4 separate regions of the Sus scrofa genome follow, and all the other regions are linked to region 4. A link is a contact called in public Hi-C and HiChIP or PLAC-seq data. All regions are on one chromosome and are shown on one strand. The core of a region is the stretch at or near the end of the contact, and the rest is flanking DNA. Distances in the headings are between cores, read along the strand shown.

The links. Hi-C and Micro-C count contacts between places; a contact is called where the count stands out from the background. HiChIP or PLAC-seq counts read pairs in DNA pulled down with a chosen protein or histone mark.
Region 1: an H3K27ac HiChIP or PLAC-seq map of skeletal muscle shows a contact between it and region 4, with 3 times the contacts expected there. The contact joins two enhancer-like sites. A contact is called at or near these places in 2 of 47 Hi-C or Micro-C datasets (fetal heart ventricle and heart right ventricle) and 1 of 2 datasets of contacts at active chromatin or transcription factors (skeletal muscle).
Region 2: a Hi-C map of skeletal muscle shows a contact between it and region 4, with 4 times the contacts expected there. The contact joins two enhancer-like sites. A contact is called at or near these places in 1 of 47 Hi-C or Micro-C datasets (skeletal muscle) and 1 of 2 datasets of contacts at active chromatin or transcription factors (skeletal muscle).
Region 3: a contact with region 4 is called in an H3K27ac HiChIP or PLAC-seq map of skeletal muscle, with 3 times the contacts expected there. The contact joins two enhancer-like sites. A contact is called at or near these places in 13 of 47 Hi-C or Micro-C datasets (embryonic fibroblasts, fetal heart ventricle, heart right ventricle and 7 more) and 1 of 2 datasets of contacts at active chromatin or transcription factors (skeletal muscle).

What each region holds. Positions count from the first base shown.
Region 1 is chr10:56,471,606-56,474,588 of Sscrofa11.1, reverse strand. No RefSeq gene overlaps it. Among named protein-coding and RNA genes, the nearest start is that of NRP1, 42 kb to the right of the region's middle. Within about 2 kb of position 1,353, at least 1 of the 83 cell types and tissues checked has an H3K27ac peak or open chromatin away from gene starts, as enhancers often do. A contact at or near this core is called in skeletal muscle, where this site is marked.
Region 2 is chr10:57,066,754-57,069,629 of Sscrofa11.1, reverse strand. The region is part of intron 23 of PARD3 (partitioning defective 3 homolog); the gene reads left to right. Among named protein-coding and RNA genes, the nearest start is that of PARD3, 530 kb to the left of the region's middle. Within about 2 kb of position 1,564, at least 4 of the 83 cell types and tissues checked have an H3K27ac peak or open chromatin away from gene starts, as enhancers often do. A contact at or near this core is called in skeletal muscle, where this site is marked.
Region 3 is chr10:56,282,896-56,285,883 of Sscrofa11.1, reverse strand. NRP1 (neuropilin-1) reads left to right here. Exons shown (of 18, transcript XM_021064971.1): 17 at 12-62; 18 at 2,106-2,988. The coding sequence ends at 2,395. All of the region lies in intron 2 of LOC102161921 (a long non-coding RNA gene), which reads right to left. Among named protein-coding and RNA genes, the nearest start is that of NRP1, 150 kb to the left of the region's middle. Within about 2 kb of position 1,708, at least 6 of the 83 cell types and tissues checked have an H3K27ac peak or open chromatin away from gene starts, as enhancers often do. A contact at or near this core is called in skeletal muscle, where this site is marked.
Region 4 is chr10:56,768,430-56,771,486 of Sscrofa11.1, reverse strand. LOC110255705 (a long non-coding RNA gene) reads right to left here. Exons shown (of 2, transcript XR_002336405.1): 2 at 70-2,737. Among named protein-coding and RNA genes, the nearest start is that of NRP1, 340 kb to the right of the region's middle. Within about 2 kb of position 1,291, at least 8 of the 83 cell types and tissues checked have an H3K27ac peak or open chromatin away from gene starts, as enhancers often do. A contact at or near this core is called in skeletal muscle, where this site is marked.

The DNA.
Region 1 (2,983 bases), core at 104-2,603, 300 kb after region 4:
TATAACTGAAATTTGCTATGAGAGAGAACTTAAGGGTTCTCTCCCACACACACAAAGGTAAACAGGTGAGGTGATGGATGTGTTAATTAACTGAGTCACTGGAATCCTTTTACAATGGATATATGTATCAAATCATCACATTTTACACTTTAAATATCTTCAATTTTACCATCAATTATACCTCAAAAAAGCTGAATAAATAAAATAAACCTGGCCACTTTACAATTTTGTTAACCCACATTGCTTATACAGATGCCACGTGCCATTTTAGAATCTAGAAAAGTGGTTTAAAAGCACCCATAACCATGGCGTGGTCCTTGGTGTGATCGTCCAGCAAAGAACATTTTCTCCAAAGATCCTTATTTTGTTTATTGCTATTGGCTGAATATTTGAAAACAATGGGAATATTTCGTCAGCTCAAAATATAGTGTCTTGGAGTTCCCGTCAGGCGCAGTGGAAACGAATCTGACTAGGAACCATGAGGTTTGGGTTCGATCCCTGGCCTCACTCAGTGGGTTAAGGATCTGGCATGGCCGTGAGCTATGGTGTAGGTCGTAGACATGGCTCAGATCTGGTGTTGCTGTGGCTGTGGTGTAGGCCGGCAGTTGTAGCTCCGATTGGACCCCTAGCCTGGGAACCTCCACATGCTGCAGGTGCGGCCCTGAAAAGACAAAAGACAAAGCACCAAAAAAAAAAAAAAAGTATATATATATATATACATACACACACACACACATATATATAGTGTCTTTTTCAAAGATTCTTGCAGTACAACCATCCTAAATCCTTCTTTTTCAGACATTTGTGACTCCTCCACTAAGACGTTGTCATCAAAAATGTAAAGCCTATGAAAAACGGACATGACTTTGGCCTGGTGAAGGACCTCAGTTGGAATAACACCATCACATGTCTTCACTTCTCTTGTACGTATGAAATTGTACTTGGGGGATTTTTTTTTCTTTTCCTTTCCTTTTTTTAACTAAAGCAACTCAATTTCAAAGTAGCTAGCTGCCTTCCTTCTTAAGGGAGTCCTCTTGATTTTCGTGTATCATTGTTCTGACCCATTATAATGCAGCTGGTTCCATCTCTAAACAAGCAACATTCCTCATCTCTTTTTCCATCCCATAAAACCCAAACTGAGTTGGGGGGAAAAAAATAACTCCAAAATAGCATCCTTCTATATTTGCAGTTTTATATGATTATAGCATGCTAGAAATGTCACTATAATTATAGCAACAAATTATTTCAACAGTCCTCACAAGTGATGCTATTTATAGACAATCGGAAGAGGATATAAAGTATGAATCCACCCTGGCAGGTACCCTGGTACTGGCTGAGCTTGAGCCTCAGGCTGGGACCACCTAGTATCAGGTGACTCCAGGTATCCTGTGCAAAAGAGAGGTTCCACGAGTCCCCAGTCAAACACAGAACATGAGAAATGGAATAAATAAGAGAAGACATTTGATTATATCTTGATTATATCTTGGCACTTACTCTGCATTCTTAGTGCCTTAGGTAGTATTTTTAAAATTACAACCACCACTTAACACTCTTTCAAGACTTAAAGCTGATTGCTCTATCAGAGGGACCTCAGGTTCAGAAGAGGTGAATGACAGGAGATCAATGTTGAGGACACACACACAAAAAAATCCCACCAAAACTAAAAAAAAAAAAAAAAAAAAAAAAAAGGTATCTATGTGTCCTTTATCTGTGTGTGCTCATTTATAGACCATTCAGCTGGAAAAAATACAAATAGTTACTATGTGCCTTGCTTACTTCCTTCATTTCATCTTGAGCAGGGGGAGGGAGCTGGCTGAGAATGCTTGCTTGTTATTGCTTTTTCCTTTTTTAGGTTCAGTCTCTTTCATTTTATGGTTTTTATACAGTTTTGCTTAACAAAGCTGTAAATTCAGGGATGAAATAAATTTCATAGTGGCTCTTTAACCTCTGCTGCTAGGGTACATTTGCAGAAACTTCAGTTTCGCTCAGAGATTCAGCTTGGGGTGGGGTTTAGAAAGGAAGACAAATCATTTCACTCTAAGTAACCCCGCAATAAATCACGATTTGCTCAAAATTATCAGTGTTTTCGCATATTGGGTAATGCAGCTCTCCCTGGGGTGCGGAGTAGAACCTCAGTGCTTTCATCTGGAGGTGATGGGTAAGGAGCCTCCCACCTCTACCCCCTAACCTGACCACGCGGCTCTGGGATGTCTCCCACGGAAGTGAGGACCAGCTGCAGTAGCTGGTAACGGCGATCTTGTGTTTGCCATGCTTCAGCCAACAAAAATGATATCCCTAATTTTCCTAACCTCTTCGTGAATGGCTGCCTCTGTGTCATTAAATGTTCACCTACCATACTTTAGTCTCTATCAAAGACTGCTTTTTTCCCATCTGTACTTCTCTGCTGTGTATTATTGCCTAGAGACTGTGAGAGTAAATTTGCCGCTAGTTGGCTGTCATTACCTTGTAGGGACACACATCCAGAGTGAAGCTTAATGCACTCAGTTGAACTTCAGGGACTATTGCATGGCACCCAGGAAGTGATCTGGGGGCAACCGTATGAGTACCTGGCAAGTGCAGAAAGGTGCCTCTAAGAGAGAAAGAGGGCAAAGATTTCCAGGGTTAATTGCTGGTTGCTTCTTCGGAGCCACAGGAGGAATCAACCTAGGGAGGAAAAATAATAACAACAACAAAACAAACCCCATAACATGTGTGCAGCAGGGACTGTAGCTGCAGCTCCATTTGGAAAGAATAAACACGTGTTAATCATTAGAGTTTGAAACTGATCCCAGAGTATGTTGCATTAGAGCTACAGACGTGAAAAATGAATCTCTGCATAGACAATAGCCATGAATGCTTAGATGATGACCAAGCCACCCCTCTTGGTGTGGCGCCCAGGATGGGCTGGGGAGGACTACATGATGTCAGCCGGTCGCATTTAAGGAAGAAGGAGAGGAATTTTCCTCGGAAACAGCAGGAGGTC
Region 2 (2,876 bases), core at 315-2,814, 300 kb before region 4:
CCCCAAATATTAATTCTTTCCCCCTTTAGTCAAAATAGTCATATATCTCAGACAAGTGTTATTTCTGAAATATGGTCGGTGAAGGACAGGCGGCTGGTACACAGCTCCTGCTTGCTGTGCCATTGTCCTCAGAGGGGAGCCTGGGGACCAGCACGTCGTACCTAACATTTTCTAGGCGCCGTCTTTGCTGTGTCTCTTCTCTGCCTTGTCCGTTGTCTGTAACCTGGTACAAATGAGACTCATAAGATGTCAAATGTAGGTGAGCCTATACCCTGAGATGTGATATATTCGTCAACAGCCTTGTTAAAGATGCATTTAAAAGGCCTGGCATCCTCTGCTGGTGTTGGCAAGGATTTAGAATATGGGAGACAAAAGGAATATTGTTAAGTCACACCAGATGAGAACTCAGAAATATGACTGTTCTCACCTTGAACAACGAAACAAATTGTCCCACAAAACCTCTGTCATTTGGTTGAACCTCCCACGTTCGGGCCACCTGCAGGCAATCTTCACTATGCGTCAACCTTATTGTCAGCTACTTTTCTTTGCTAAAATACTTCTCCTTTAATGAATGCTATGATTTGCACTTTAGAGAAGGGCTCATTATTCCTGATTTGACTTCTGTCCCTGACAAAGATTGAATTTTTAAGAAAATTATACATGCATCTAGGAAAAAAGTAAATCTCATGTTCATGGCTGTGTGTTTCCAAAAACTGCAATTCTGCTGATTTATAGCTGAACGCCGCTCATTAATTAGCCAAGGTACAATTGTTTTCCACCATAGAGGATAGTCAAGCTTTGAAAAATTGGAAGTATTCTTTGCATGAGAATTGCAGGCATATTTTGTTCAGAAAGAGAGCTCATTCCTTTTTTTCTCTTATAAAAATGTAGATTATTGGAGTTCCCGTCGTGGCGCAGTGGTTAACGAATCCGACTAGGAACCATGAGGTTGCGGGTTCGGTCCCTGCCCTTGCTCAGTGGGTTAACGATCCGGCGTTGCCGTGAGCTGTGGTGTAGGTTGCAGACGCGGCTCGGATCCCGCGTTGCTGTGGCTCTGGCGTAGGCCGGTGGCTACAGCTCCGATTCGACCTCTAGCCTGGGAACCTCCATATGCCGCGGGAGCGGCCCAAGAAATAGCAAAAAGACCAAAAAAAAAAAAAAAAAAATGTAGATTATTGCCTCTTTTGACATAAAATTTCTACTTTCTGAAAAAAAGGACTTTTTAAAGAATCGGGTGTTTGAATTTTTCTAATAAACCCTCAGTGTCCATTCTGAATGGAATTTAGAGCTTCTTAAAACTGAAATCATACTGGTTATTTAAAGTTGGAATTGAGAGAAGTTTAAAATGGAACACTTGATAAATATCAATTGAAACTTTCTGTAAGGGTTTCTGTGTCTTTATTAGTGCATGCTTTTGGAGATTTGTGAAAATAAAGGAAATCACCTTTTCTTGGTAAAAGAAAAGCTGGTACAGACATTTAGACCTCCGGTGACTCTCGATCTTATTTATGTAAACAGCTTTGTCCCGAGAGTGAAATCCAATCCACGGTGTCCCAGCCTGCCGTGACCTCTGACCCTCAGTCCATCTGAGGACGGCTGGGGGTTGGGGAATTGGTGGGTGGGGAGGGCTGTTCTCCACCCACTCAGGAAATGCTTTTACCAGGAACCCCACGGCTGGGGTTTCCGTGTTTCTCTGGGTCTTGAGGAAGATCCCGCTCGAACTCCCAGCAGTTAGTGTGAGGGTCGCTTATTGAAAATGCTCACTGTCGTGCTTATTTTTATTACCCCCCCCTTTTTTTTGTTAAACCCAAGAGTTGCAAAACAAACAACCACCTGAGTGGAAATCATCAAAAGACTGAATCTTAATGAAGTATGTGTCCCTCTATAAGATAAAAGGGGAATATATTTTAGGAGCGAAATGTTGATGTAAGCTTAATAAGCCTCTTAATTTTCCTCTCCAGGAAAATTGTAAACAGGGAGACCTTACTTGCCCCAGCTCTCCAGGTACACAGACCAGCAAGCACACCTGCAGGCACTCGGGTACCACAGCAGAGGGTCACCTAAAACTGGGCACAGGGCAAGGGACAACGAGATGCCTGTTGGTTGATGAAACGGTGTAGACTCCTGCATGGCTCCTCCTGAATTACACAGGGCTCCCACCAGTTTTGTCTGATGTCAGGAGTGCTTCCTCCAGAAAATACACATGGAGCAGGTCTGGACCCAGTAGGACCTTGACAGATTCCCAATAGCAGAAGGAGGGGCATAACCAGAGCATGGCAGGGGGTGCTCACTCAAGCCAAATGTCCCCTGTTCCTGTTTCCAAACAGTGCTGGCTTTGTTGGAACTCTGTCACGACCCCTGATGCCACCTGAGAGCCTTAGTCTAGTTTCACAGGCAGGGTGTTGAGCATCTGAGATTAATAGCCAGGGGACCACAGAGCTCTTGACCCACCAGCACGCTGTCCTTCATGTGCTGTCTTTGGGCCACCCACGTGGTCCTTCTCAGGTACAGCCACCTCTCACACCTGCTTCTGAGCCAACCTCCTTCCCTCTTCCGTGAGACTAAAGCGAGGGACTGGCGAGATGATGAATGGGACTGAAGTTTAGGTTGTATACCTGTGCGCTCCGTATCCTTTCCTCCCTCTCACCCCACCCGCCACCACGAAGCTGCCCCTCCTCCTGTGCTCAGCATTGGTCCTCAGCCATGGCCCTCGGGGGTTTTGGTGACAGCAGCCCTGACAGCGATGCCCAGCCCTGGGGTGGGAAGGGAGGTGGGGACTCTATCCAGAGCTTGTACCACGGGGCACTGCCTCCTCCCAGTCCAGGCAGCCACAGCAGAAGCAAGCCAGAGACTCCTCGGGATCTGCTGCATTTACT
Region 3 (2,988 bases), core at 459-2,958, 490 kb after region 4:
TGATTTGTCAGAACCGGGAGACCTGGATAAAAAGAACCCAGAAAGTAAAATGGATGAAACAGGTAAGTTTGTCTTGCTGACCAGTTTTTTAAGACATGTTACTGCGGCTTTCATCATGTTTCGGAAGAAACTTTCGGGTCCTCTGGTGCACTGGTTTAGCAAAGCAGTTGGCATGGAATAAACATCCACGTCCCTGGCCCTGTGCTTGGACGTGACCAGAGTACCCTCTCCTGACCTGCTGTGCAGACTCAGGAGCCACCATCCAAGGCCTCGGTAAGCACTTGAGCCCTGGGGACACATGCCACCCTGGTCCCTCCCTGCCGCAGCTGGAAGAGCGACTTAGAGGACAATGATGTGACACCTTCTCGTTCTATAACTCGAGACAGGAAATGAGTGAAGAGCGTGTCTTACGCAAACACCTACAATAATCTTTAGGCAATAATTTGAAGCCAAATTCTTGTGTCTGGTCGATAGCCGGCTCTTATCTCAAAAAGGACCATTCTGTGATCATCTGTTTTGTTCGATCCATCTGTTTCCATCCTCCTCTCCGGAAACCCTAGTTTTTCGATAATGATCACAGCGTTGGTGACGATGACAATGGTGATAACAGTAAGGGTTTACTGAGGAGCTACTATGTTCCAGTCGCCTTACCTACATTATCTTATCTGATCCTCACAGCTGCTCTCTGAGGTTACTTATCCCCATTTTCCAGATGAGGAGGCTGAAACTCAGAGCAGTGGCTTGACCTTAAGTCTCCCAGCTAATTAGGTGGTAGCCTCAGACTTTAGACGGTTTAACTGGAAAGTGTATGTTTTCCTTGAACCCTGCTTTGTGATCCAAGACCTTGGAGGGATGGAGGTAGGCCTGCCAGACGTAATTTTATTCCCGGAGGTCTCCTTGCCTCCTGCCAGCAGTGATGGGCGGTGGCCACTTGCCCCAGCGTCACGCTCAGTGCTGCCACAGCTCTGTATCCTGTCCAGTAGCATCAGCACCCGTTGCCATGAGAGATGTGGTCCTCACTGATAGGGACCAATAAATATGGCACCATGCCATGCCATCAGAACTATTACCACGAGGCTTGTTTAGCTTAGTTGAGTTACGTGGTCCGCACAGATGTAAACTTTATTAGAGGTGGCTTCAATACAGTGTTGCATCAAGAGAGAGCACATTAATATGTCCCTGTGGCTCGTTTTCCCCTGCTTGGGGACCTGTATCTCATATTTTTAGTTTTCTTTGATTGGAATCCTTGTTGATCAGAACACCATTAAGTAAACACCAGGCCTGTTGCATATTAACATTTTAGTATCATTTCTAGTACCAGGTAATTAGGCTCAAAGCTCCCATGTTAATCATTTCTCATGTCCCGCTCTAAAGAAAACATTTCCCCAGTTCCTGAGTGCAGAGCTGTGTGACTGTCTCTGGTGAAACCACCAGGGCCGCAAAGATGCTGATTATTAAATGTGTTCCATTTGGCACAGCACCAACACGGCTTCTAGCTTGGAGCCGTAAGCTATTTTAAATGTCAGCAGCAAGCGATCCCTTGTTCTGAAAGCTCTCTCCTTCTTGGGCGCCGCCGGCTTCAGGGGAAACGTGTTTGACTTGAAGATTTGACGTGTGGTCAAATGACAGTGGGACAGCTTGGGTGGGCTCTTGGTGCCTGGCGGGGGGATCAGGCAAATGCAGCAGACACGGGTAAGTCCGCTGCTAAGCAAAAGTGTGACGAAGCAAGGCTCACAGACCGCGTATCTGGCTGGGGTCCATCAGCACAGATTACAATCTCATAGGAGCCGGGCTGCATGAAATCTGAATCAGAATTAGAACCCACCCCTCACTGTGTACCCAGAATCAGTGGTTTCCACTGTTAAGCTTTCTATCAGACTCACTTCCCCCCAACACCTGAATTCCCAACAGTGAGTCAGCATTGGTGTTTCTTGGTGTTGGGGGAGCCACACCCCACTGCAGAAAAAAAACCCCAGGATCTTGAGGGAGGAGCCCAAACCGGGCAGGTGCTTCGCTCCTTTCTCCTTCCTCCTCCTCCGTTTCTCTGTCTGCTGTGGTCGGGTGTGTTCACTGGGCTCACACAGCCAATTTCATTTCTCCCCCAGGGAGCACCCCGGGATATGAGGGCAGGGGAGAGGGCGATGAGAACATCTCCAGGAAGCCGGGCAGCGTGCTGAAGACCCTGGACCCCATCCTCATCACCATCATCGCCATGAGCGCCCTGGGGGTCCTCCTGGGGGCTGTCTGCGGGGTGGTGCTGTACTGTGCCTGTTGGCACAACGGGATGTCCGAAAGAAACTTATCTGCCCTGGAGAACTATAACTTCGAGCTGGTGGATGGTGTGAAGTTGAAAAAAGACAAACTGAATCCACAGAGTACTTACTCGGAAGCCTGAGGCAGCGGAGGTGGCAGGCGAGTGGGAGAGCGGAGCGGAGGACAGAGCTTGAGCGGCTGGGAAACGGCTGGTCTTTCACTGTTCAGGCTGGGAAGCGCGTTGATGACGCCAAGCCAGGTTTTCTCAGGAGCTTCGATGAGTTTGGCCGACAGACATGAACGACTTAGCCGTGTTAACAATCGGAGTCATGTACAGTCAGCTTCTTTCTGTTGGTTTCATTTGAATAATCAGACGCTGGTGTGGAGACCAAGGATGATCGACCTAATTCCATCTGACTCCCCTTCCCCTTCTTCTCTCTCTGCTTCTTCTTCTGGATTCTTTTCGGAAACTGTGCAAAATCTAAGATGCTGGCGCCAAGTGTATTCCGTGGGGCCCCTTCAACGGACATGCTACCTGCAGCCCAGTGCCCAGAATATCTTCGACTAACTGCATTTCCGTGGACTCCTGAAGCCAGCCTCGTGTATAATTGCCCGCGTCGTGCATAGGCAAGAAGGACTAGGATGTTTTCTTTCAAGTACCGTAGCCTCAGTACCAGTCTAGTGTGACAGCTCTGTTTACGAAGCAATACCGTCCGATTTCCTCGATGTTTTCCA
Region 4 (3,057 bases), core at 42-2,541:
CAGGAATCATGTCCTTGCTGAAGAGTTGAGCAGACCTGTATAACACAGAAAGAGGTATAAGGCTGATCATCTATTTGATAATTTTTTATTGATAGTTTGGATCATTCATCCAAAACCGATAGCCTTCCGCTGACTATTTTCTATCCAAAAGCTTGAGAAAGACATTCCTGTGGTGGAAGATGGCATTCTGGGCTTCTTCATCAAAAGGACCTCAGATTTATTCCCGTGACAAAGGCCACCTTCGCCCAAGCGAGGCTGTCTGGAGATGGCCTAAGTGTGACATTCTCCGAAGAGACATCTCTGCGGAAGCCTGTCCTTCTGCCGGGCTGATGGGGCTGCCAGCCTACGAGCTTGACCTCTGTGGCAAATGAGCCTCCTGGTCATTCCATGTGAACGTGTGAACTTGTCCTGTGATCTTGCTTGCCTGAGCGCCTCACAGCTGACTCATAAGAAATTTTCGAGGTTGTTTGCTCTGTCCCAGAGAATCATTCGCCATGCTGGCCAGCATGCAGGGGCCAATGCTTTGATCTGCTTTGCAGGACTTACTGTCATTTGCAGAGTGCTAAAATTAAGCTTGGCAGCAGCCCACGGAGGCAGAAGGCTCTGTCCTGCTGACCAAGGGGCAGCCTGGAGTCACACAGACAGGCGGAGACAGGTGAAGCAGACGCTGGGAAAAGATGCCATCGCAGAACAGATAGGAAGGGTAGGTGGGGTGAACTTGCAAAGGGTTCAGAGGGGCTGGGGCTGAGCTGAGTGGGCAATATTAGGAAAAGGCTCGGAGGGGAGGGAGCTGTTTTCCCAGGAGACCGAGATCTGAAGAGACTGCTGAAGAGAGACTGTATTTGTCACAGCGAGAATAATCAGTATGTTGGCATTTGGACTCCAGTGACAGGGATGAAAATGAGATTCTGTGAAAGATGTATCAGAGTCAACAGGCAGGGGCTGGGCTCTGGCAGGAAGGATGAAACAACCAAATGGAGACACTTGGCGGTGGAAAGTGAGGTTGCCATAACTGTCTCGAACCCAGTGTGCACGGGGGTGGAGGCGCAGGGTGCTCATCGGAAAGTGGGGTGAGCTCTGAGCAGCCCGTGAGGCCTCCTGGTGAGAAGGCTGGTAGAGGAGGGGGGACCGTTGGATGACAGTGACTTTGGGATTGGTAGGGCCATTGCCCCTCTACCTCCCCCTGCCCTGCCACATGGGGCTCGCTCTTGCTCTCATGCTTGAGACGGTCTCAGACGGCCTCTTTATTCTGCACAGCTATTGCCTGTGACCCCGATGAACCACGGGTGAGAAGGCTGGGACTTGGAGACATACTTCAGCAGAGCCCTATTAACTAAAAATAGAGTGTGAGCCGCGGTTTACCTGAGGCCAGCCTGCATGTGACTTCTGGATCCCTATTTATCAACAGGCTGTGACTGCGCGTCTGGAACAAGCCAGATCTGTTCTTATTTACCTGTCAGCCGGGAGAATGCCCATCTCACAGAGGGCCATTGCTAGGTGCTGAACCATGGTAACACCAATAATTATCACATCCTTAAGGCAGGTATGCAGACGAACTCCCAAAGCATTATCTCATTGCCCACGCAAGGCTCTAACGGGTCGGAAGTGGGCAGGAACACGTGCCTTTATCCTTGGGAGGGGTGAAGACACAGGTTTAATGAATCGCCCAGGATCCAGCAAGAATGACAGCTGGCCCCTGTCTCACCCATCACAAAACTGGATTTTCTCAGCCCTGATCTTATTTTCTCTATGAATAATGTGCATTGAAACTTGTATCCTGAGACCCTCTGCTCAATCTAATCTCCGGGACCTTCTAACAGGCACTAAGTGGGAACTGAGCCTCTTTGGGGGCAGAAAGATCCCTTCATAGAAGAAAATAAATCCTTAATGGGAAACACAGCCTGAGGCTGCTGCGGGTCTGGGGAAGACAAGGTCTCTGGGGGGATGCTCGAATTAGTACACACACACACACACACACACACACACACACACACACACAGGCGCTTGCCTTTCTCCAAAACTATTTAGAAGTTTATACAGATCTGTGAGAGCCGGCGGTCACATGGAGAGCCCCGGGTTCTGATTCATGAGCTACCCTTACAATCATCTGAGAGTCAATTAAAAAAACCTTGCCATAGGATAGAGCCCACCAGTGAAACAAGGAGAGAACAATGGACAGCCTGTCCCCAGACCGACCTGTGACTGTGGAATTGGAGAGAGAAAAGATGGCCGAGTGTCAGTACTTTAAAGAACAAACGATGCTTTTTAGGCCACAGGGCCTGGGGCAGAGCTAACGGTTTATGGAAAGGCCCGTCTGCCCGTGACGGGGGTTGTCAAGGTTGGGTGCAGTTTAGCCGTGACACGGACTGGATGCCGTGGCCATTTTGGAGCATCAACTCTGCACGTATTCAGGCAAGATCATTATCCCCAAACCTCTTTAGGCCAGAGTCCTGCCCGATTCCGAAGGAAGGCAGTCATTTTATTATTTTAAATGAGTTGAGGCCTCTCTCTTCAAACAGCTTCCTTTCACCTGTCCCAGCTCCTGCCCCAGCCACGATTCTGTGCGAACGAGGGGTAGAAAGTGATCACAGCTTGACTCAGCTCAGAAAGCCTGTCATGATGTGCAGAGGCAACACCACTTCTTTAAGGTGACAAAGGATCATTTTTCTAGGAAAGTAGATCCTCAGTAAGAACTCCTCTTCTGGTGCAGCTTGTATTTCTAGTACCCGTTTTCTCTCTGGGGAGAAGATCTCTTATTGATTATCATAAAAACAGCCGGGACTTACCATAGATTTTGCATACATTAAATTTAATTTACAGAGATACATCTTAAAACTCTTTATTAGTTTTTGCCTTTGGGGGGGCAGTTCCCTCCCCCTTTTTTTCTTTTTAGGGCCACACCTGCAGTGTATGGAAATGCCCAGGCTAGGGGTGGAATCGGAGCTGCAGCTGCAGGCCTACGCCACAGCCACAGCGACGCCAGATCTGAACCACATCTGTGACCCATGCTGCAGCTTGTGGCAAGGCCTGATCTTTAGCCCACTGAGCAAGGCCAGG